Regions from separate parts of the Hordeum vulgare genome. Here region 1 is linked to region 2. Evidence: chromatin contacts called from public Hi-C data. All regions are on one chromosome and are shown on one strand. Each heading gives the region's core, a stretch centred on a gene start, on an enhancer-like site or on the middle of the called end of the contact. The rest is flanking DNA. Distances are from core to core; before and after follow the strand shown. Region 1 holds the start of LOC123448192 (histone-lysine N-methyltransferase, H3 lysine-9 specific SUVH1-like). Region 2 holds the start of LOC123448173 (probable cytokinin riboside 5'-monophosphate phosphoribohydrolase LOGL7).

What was found. A called contact is a pair of places that touch in the nucleus more often than the background predicts.
Region 1: a contact with region 2 is called in a Hi-C map of leaf, with 3 times the contacts expected there. The contact joins the promoter of LOC123448192 here to the promoter of LOC123448173 in region 2. A contact is called at or near these places in 2 of 6 Hi-C or Micro-C datasets (leaf and seedling).

Annotation. Positions count from the first base shown.
Region 1 is chr1H:486,295,144-486,299,363 of MorexV3_pseudomolecules_assembly, forward strand. LOC123448192 (histone-lysine N-methyltransferase, H3 lysine-9 specific SUVH1-like) reads left to right here and starts at 2,122. Exons shown (of 3, transcript XM_045125015.1): 1 at 2,122-2,285.
Region 2 is chr1H:485,884,577-485,888,686 of MorexV3_pseudomolecules_assembly, forward strand. It overlaps LOC123448173 (probable cytokinin riboside 5'-monophosphate phosphoribohydrolase LOGL7), which reads right to left and starts at 2,457. Exons shown (of 7, transcript XM_045124984.1): 1 at 2,249-2,457; 2 at 2,000-2,097; 3 at 1,846-1,876; 4 at 1,251-1,350; 5 at 1,093-1,163; 6 at 806-949; 7 at 494-712. The coding sequence starts at 2,359. The coding sequence ends at 620.

The DNA.
Region 1 (4,220 bases), core at 872-3,371, 410 kb after region 2:
ATTTCGAAGATTCAAATGAGTGTGCCAATCACGCTTCTCATGATGGAACTGGACAAATTGTTGAAACGTGGCCGGTTCTTGGTGCAGGGGCTCAACATTTTCACCTTGATAATCAAATCCTTGGTCGAAGATACTGTCATCACACTCGTCCTCGACGATCATGTTGTGCATGATCATACAAGCAGTCATCACCTTCCAAAGCTTCCTTTCATCCCATGACAGTGCAGGGTTTCAAACGATACCCCATCGGGATTGAAGCACACCAAAAGCACGTTCCACATCCTTTCTAGCACTCTCTTGCATTTGGGTAAATTTATTTCTCTTCTCATCTTGGGGGTCCGAGATTGTCTTCACAAAAGTTGACCACTGAGGATATGTACCATCAGCTAGATAGTATCCCTTGTTGTACTGGTGGCCGTTGATCTTAAAGTTGACAGGGGGAGTGGCCTTCTGCAAGCCTTGCGAAGACTGGAGAATGATGCAACATGTTGTTATCATTGTGAGAACCTGCCATGCCGAAGAAATAATGCCATATCCAAAGATTCTACGAAGCCACCACTTCTAATATGATAGTGCATGCTTTGACATGCCCCTTGTACTGACCCTGCGAAGTAAATGGACAGTTCTTCCACCCCAGTGCATATAATCTATGCTGCCAATCATGCCTGGAAAGCCTCTAGCTGTGTTGGTCGCCAACAATCTCTCTGTATCTGCGGCAGTTGGCTGCCTCAAGTACTCAGGGCCAAACACCTCGATCACAGCCTAGCAGAACTTGTACATTGACATCGGACATGTTGTCTCACTCATATGCACATACTCATCCACCAGATCGCCTGAAATTCCATATGCAAGCATGCGGATGGTCGCAGTGCATTTCTGGTAAGAGGAGAATCCTAGCTTGCCAATGGCATCAGTCTTGCACTGGAAGTATGGGTCATGAGCAACCACTCCCTCTCCCATACGATTGAACACATGCCTTGTCATATGAAAACGGCAACAGAATTTATCCGGCTTGAAGAGCGGTGTGTTCGCAAAGTAATCGGCATAGAGCAGGGCCTGGCCTCTCTCCCTGTCGTGGTTCAGGTTCGGAGCACGACCAGGGAGTGACCCCCTGTACCGAGGGAGCTGCCGTTGAATGTGGTCGTGAACCGTCACTGCAGCCACCACCATATCTTCATCATCGTCCGACGAATCGTCCGACGAATAAATGAAGTGCTGGAAGAAAAACTCATAATCACTATCCATACCTTTGCGGGCAAATTGTCGAACACCTTGCACTCATGGTGGCAAAGAGGCCGCCATGGTCACCTCAATGCAGTGGTGGTTGGTTGCCGGCTACTGGCCGCTCTGGAGCACTCGTCGGAAGCTGCCGTGGCCGCCGTGGTAGGTCGCGTGCGGCCGTATCCACTCTGCTGCCGGCTACGACGACGACGACCAAACCTCCTCCGATCGACGCACAAACTATGACGAAAGCGCGGGCGTGGTGACGGCCATGGCAAGACGGGGTTTGCTATGGACGGCGGGGGGATGAGGTGGTCGGAGAATAGCGGCGGTGCCGTCGGCGGGGCGGGGCGGGAGAGGGGGTGGAGGCGTTGGAATTTCTGGAAGTACTTGTGTCCCCGACACGCGGGCCACGGACGGACAAGGGCGTGCGGCGAGCGCGTCCGCACGATGTCCGTTTCCCCAAACTGGACGTAAGTTTGGGCCGGGGATGGGTCGAAAACGGACGAAATCCGGACATTTGTCCGTTTGGGTCCGCACGTTGGGCCACGGTATTCGTCCGTTCTATACCAAACGGAAGCGCGCGGACAAGATGAGGTCGCGCGGTGGAGTTGGCCTAGGCAGCTTGGGCCTCTGCCACCGATTGCCAGATTCAGCCTCTGTTATTTCTTTTTCTGATGTGTCTTTTTTTTTTGAGAGGTTTTCTGATGTGTCTTGCACTAGACCGGAGTGTGCACAAGAGAGAAAGGTGCTCGATCGATCGGCTGCCTCTCTCCTCGCCCCACCACGTCATCTCACCCCCCTTCCCTTCCGCCGTCGGATCCGCGGCCGACGCGCCACGATCCCGCCCCCACTAACCCGAGCCGGCTAAACCAGGTCTCCCCCGTCCCACGCAGACAGACAGAGACAGGCACAGCGGTCCACGCTTCTCCCGTCCATTTCCACACCAGGCCAGCGACCCGCCGTCGCGGAGATCGCTCGCTCCCTCCCTTGCTGTCCGCGCCGGCGCCGGCGCCGGCGGCCAGGAAACCCCTCCCTTCGCCCCCGAGAGACGCCCGGCTCAGGTAGGGCTTCCTCCCATCCTCGCCGCCTACCCACCCTCTCCCTCTCCCTCTCCCGACCCATGCTAGCACGGCCCCGGCGAGCCGCGCCCATTTCCATCGCTCGGCTGGCGGGTGGGCTCGTAGTGCCCTCCTTCCCCACCCCCGTCCGACGCCCGGTCGGCGCGCCGAGCCGCCGCGTCCCTCCGTCCCTCGGGCCGCGCGTCCTAGGGTTTGCTGAATAGTGCCGCGTTCTCCCCGTAATTACATTTCCACGCTCTGTTCTCCCCTAGATCTGTTCCGAATTAGGTTTTCTTATCAGTGGCCGTGTGCATTTTTGTTTACGGGACCTTCCGGTTCTCCCCCAACCCCAAATTGGTATGGTAATAAAAAGCACAGCATCGCTTTTAGTTTTAGGCATTTTCAGCGCCACTTTTAGGGCGGGAGTAATCGCCTAGCTGGCAGATATGCATCGAATTGCCATTCATTCACCTGGTTGGACCTCTGATCGGCATTTCGACAGACCATGCCAATTCTATCCACCACCCTTTTCTTAGGAAGATTTGGGTCTGTATAGCATTAAAAGAAGACCATTCTAGCAGTATGGCCTTAAAAGGAAAGCTTTTGATTGCAGTTTGCTATGGCGCAATGTTCTTTCAGTGATACAGATCCAAACCTTCCTCCTTTTTAAATTTTAACAGCGTTAATTCCGGACCAAATTACCGTCTCTTTTTCGCTTGGTACAGATCATGTGAAATTCCAGGGCTCTAGCAACCACAGAACTTAAGGCAGAGAGGGAGTGAGTGGAAACATGGTTCGCTTCAGTCAATTAGAACGGGTCATTTGCATTTTGGTACTGCCACATGCGTATTTTGTGGGGGAAAAAAGAATATTGGCCACGTGTGTTGACAAAAGCTTTGTTTCTACTTCAGGTAGAAAGCGGGAAGTTTTTGTAATATTTATTTGTACCAAGATGAAACTTTTGCTATAGATGGAGTGATCTCAATGAATATGTGGTTCTTGAAATCTAGTTTGCCAATGCTACGCCTCCACAGCTATTTTCGCCACTCAAACAAAAAATTGCAACCTATTCCCTCTGTAAAGAAATAGAAGAGCATCTAGATAACTAAAGTAGTAATCTAAACGCTCTTATATTTCTTTATGGAGGGAGTACTATTTACATCACCTAGCACTAGCAAAAAAGAAACACAGTTTGCAACAGTTTGTCAATCTGTAATTGACAGGGGTAACAAGCTGTTTCTTCACCCTATACTTAAGAAGGGTGGCATCTGCAACAAAGCAAACTTCCAAACTCGAAAAGATGGTCTGGAACTTTTGAAATCTTCCAGATGTGCCAGGAAATCAAAATTACAGTCTCCTTAAAGCAGGGCCTATTGAAATTTCTACAAGCCCATTGGATCGAAAAGTCTAAGCTCCCCTGGGCTCAACCAATCTGGAGACAGGTCCATGCTCTTATGCTGACATTGCAGTGAAAGAATAGATGCTGCCAATCTCTCTAGGCCCTAAAGGGCAGAGCAGAAATGATCATCATCAAACACATGCCAATGCCTATGTTTTAGGATACCCCTGGTGTTGAATTCTACCGTCGAGGATCAGCTGGGCAAATACTTCATATGTCAAGACGCACCTGCTTTGTCCAATCCTGCTCTAAATCTGTTGCGGCGCGATGTACCTCCACTTCTCTTCTTTTTCATAGTACCTCTCGTCCTCTCCCCAACTTCTTGGCTGATCTTCACCCGAACTTCCACACCGTTTGTGCTAATCTAGTATTGATGGCAGAGCCCAATCCAAATCCATGGCCCTTCAATTCCTAAGTAATTATATCTTCCAAGCTTTTTCCTGATTTGTCCTCATTCTCGTAAGAGCAAATCCAGTGGCAGAGAAAATATGTAAGTGAGGACATACATATAGGGGAAATAAGAAAAATATTTTAAATGT
Region 2 (4,110 bases), core at 1,207-3,706:
AAAAATGTAAATATATTTCAACTAAATGAGTAATCTGGTAGAATTCTCGTAAAATGAGATAATAACGCCAACTAAGAAGTAAAACGCAGAATGCACTCATTATATTAGATAAACATACATAACAAATTACGTCTTCTCAATTATGGAAAACTATAGCTATCCCTCTAGAGAAGGCATAGCAACATATTTATATAAATTTGGGTATAAAAATGTGACAACTATGGAGTTGTGCACAAGATCACACGATGGATTTTTGCCAGTCAATTACTTAACTTGTAATAGCTACTGTAACTTTTTTATGAATTTTTGCAATGCTTGTAAATTGTCAGGAAGCCAAAAAAAGTATAAGTCACCTATAACATGTCCCATATGCTTCTACGCGTACAACCAAGGCCGGATCGGATTCACCTTAGACAACAAGAAGAACGAACATACTTGGCAATGCAATTCAAACTTGAAAACCATAGATGGCAACGACAAGCACACCGTACAATTAAACCAAGAGAAAATCATATCTCAATCGTGATGTTAAATTTCTGTTGGCACATAGGAAAAAACATTAAAGAAAAACAACAAATGCATCATCGTATCAGTGGAAATGTGGAATGAAAGCTAGGGTTCATCCATCAGCCGGTGGTGATCTCGTGTAGCCAAGCTCGGAGACCTCCCAGCTCGTTGATGGGGCCACCTCCTGGTGCGACCGAGTGTATTGCTGGACACATGAAAAAAAAGGACATGTAGAACACATTTTAAAATGTAGTACGAGAATTTAAAGTTGAATTTCACAAAGAAATTATCAAATCACCTCCATCTTTGTCAGCAGTTCAGCGGCGGTTGGCGCGGAGACAAGTATGTGCATACAATCTGGGTTGATGAAGCCCTCTCTGGCGCCTTTGTCAAACAGTGCCAGCAGGGTGTCATAGTAACCATCCACATTTAGCAGACCAACCTATATTGATATTAATTCTTTGTAAGCCTTGGAAATCTCGATTCGTTTGGAGTAAAAACTGCGGCCAAATTTGTCATGCAGTATAATCTACTGCTCCCTCCGTTCCATGATATAAGAGCGTTTTGCTATCCTCGGTTGCTTACCGGTTTGTTGTGAATTCCGAGTTGGGACCATGTTATCATCTCCAACAGCTCCTCCATGGTTCCGTACCCCCCTGATGAACAGAAAATTGTAAGCAATTTCTACTTACTTATCAGCGATGATGGCAGAACGATTAGGAAGATCGTTAGACATGTGGAACCTGGAAGAGCGATGAATGCTTCGGACTGTCGAGCCATCTCTGCTTTCCTCTCGTGCATGTCAGATACAACCTTCACTTCTCCCACGCTCTCACCTAATATCTGTCGGTACAATTTGAAGTGAAACTTTCAGAGAAACGGCAGATGGATATATAATGTTGTACGTACAAAATCAGACACGTGTCAATCCGTCGCCCCCTGGGATGGCATGGTCAGCATTTCAGTAAGATGCACTTAATTTGGATGTTTGGCCACACACTTCAAATTCAGCTGAGATAACCTCATGTGCCAAGTGAACTTCAGGTGTACGGCTGGATTCAGATGACAAAAATAAAAACCTTGACCAAATTCACATGAATTTCTCTATGTTTTTTTTACTTCTTTTAAAATTATTGCAGGAAAAGTGCAAGAACTTTCACTTCTTTCACAGTTCAGTTTCAGGATGAGTCGGAAGATGCATGAATTTCAAACATCAGTACACACCACGTGACTGAACCGGAAAGCATTTTCTTACTCTGGGAGGCTACCCGTACAGAATGCTAAGTACGTGCAGTAGAATGTAGATAGATAGAAATCTGAATCGTCGAGGTAGCGTACCTCGACGGGCATGAGAGCCCTGGGAATCACCCTGCCAAGAAACACTCAGTGCAAGTATTAGAAGTTTAGAACGGCAGAGCAGAGCATCTCTGCAAGAAGCAGAGGAGAACTCGTGCAGAAGGGAAGGAAGCTGTACACGGACGGACGTACGTACCCGACGACACGGCGGCCTCCGTCGAGCACCGTCCGCGCGATGAGGCCCATGAGGCCGATGCTGCCGCCGCCGTAGACGAGGTCGACGCCCCTCCTCACCTGCAAGGATCGATGAATCCCACACGGCTTAGCTCTCGCAACCCAAACGCCGCACGGCCATGGAGCTGCGGAGCATATAGCTAGCAAAGATGCGCGTTGGCAGAGCAGAGGCGAGTTTGTAGCTCCTAGTTTGGCCATTTGATCCACCCACCAGCTCGTGGCCAAGGTCGAGGGCGGCGTCGCCGAACACCCTGCGGCGGCCGGCGCTGCTGCCGCAGAAGACGCACACCGTGCGGAACCTGCTCGCCGCCCCATCCGCCATCGCCGGCCGACCGGGCACTTCTCCGACCGACCTCGGCTCGCGGCGGCGGCGGCGTCGTCGTGGCTGCGCGCGCCGACGGTGGTGGCGTCAAGACAGCTGCTACGAGGTGACGCTGGGTAACGACCGGCTCCATTTAACTCCGGGGTCGGGGTCGCGCCCCCTGCTTCGTCGCTGTCACTTTCGCGCGCGCGGTGACCACGCCACGCCATGCCAATTGACACCAATCGCCGTAGCCCCGGGTCCCCCATCCCTGCTCTGACGAAAGCCTGTAACTCTGAATTGTCTCCCTCCCGCCGTCCTCGAGAATCTTGCCCGTCCCGTCACACTGACTGCCGCTGCCCCGCCTCAGGATAACGGCATGGGCCGCACTGTTCTCGCCGGCGCCGATGCCGCATCGCATGGAGACATGGACCATCCGTCGCCGGCCCTACAGTACGCCATGCAAATCTGGATCGTCTAACCATGCCTCCATTGTGGCACGAGGAGCATGCACGCCACCGAACCGAACAAGTTACCACTAGCACCGTCAGTGTCAGGAGACAGCGCCGGCGGTAACAGCTACGAGCAGTACTCTAACACACTTTTGGCTCTGGCCTTTGGGTCTCGATCGAGCAGGTGAAAGCTTAGCTAGCGAAAGGCATCATCAACAAGATGGTTAGTCGAACGTGGCCGAAATAGACAGGTCAAAGGGGAGGGAGACGTGTTAACCGCAAAGTGAATGCTTTACTTTACATACATGGACGGCGCTCGGTTCAGATCCGATGAGCGCATCGTATATTGGGAAGGGCCAATCCGAGCAAGCAGCGCAAATTGTTTGCGCGAATGTGCGATCCCCCGAGCCCCCGAGGCGCGTCACGGGATCTTCAGGAACACGACATGCGCGCCGTTGTCAATTTTATCTCAACCGATTGAAACGGGGAGATTTGTCAATTTCATCGACCGTTCGTTGGTGACCCGTATGTACAGTGTGACAGCATCTCCAACAGATCCACTTTCTCGTATAAAAAAAATCACAATAGGTAATCGTAAGTTGCCTTAATTCAAAATTTGGGTCATCGATTTTCATGTGAAGGAACGAACAATGAAAGGGGAGGAAGACTCGTCGGAGGAAAGGAACAAGCTCGCCGGCGACCAGACTATCTAACTTAGGATGGCAAACGACCCCATTATCTATCTTAGGGGCGTGTGTGTGGTGCAGGTTTGTCGGAAAGAAAATTAGGCATCATTGGGGCTAGAGGGAGGGTCGGGGACGGCGGCAACATGATGGTGAGCAGCGGTTGAGGGGAGGGCGGGGAGGAGAGGCTTGTGGTTGACGGTCTGGTCGATGATGAGTGGGGGCGGTTGGAAAGAAAGTGTGGGAAGGAAGAAGATGAGGTGTTGTAATGTGTTTTTAAGAGAATGGTTGAAGGTATAAAATGACTGACGGTCGTTAGATGAAAGTTTAAGGGTTGGGAACGATCGCATGTAAAAAAACTGCTTCCCACATATGCGAGAAAATAGGAGACATGTATAAACCATATAAACATGGGAAACGCTTATAGCCGGTGCGCCGGTCGAACCGTTCGGCCGGTCGCACGCAGCCTGCGCGGTGGCTGGCCCACACATGCGACATTTTTTTAACGTAGATTTGCTACAACCGCGGTTAAATTTGCTACCAGCCTTTTCCATTTATTGCAACTTGTTCATTAAAAAAGTTACATCCATGTTTGGTTGCAACTCGAGTTCGTTGATTTTTTTTGCTACAACCGTGT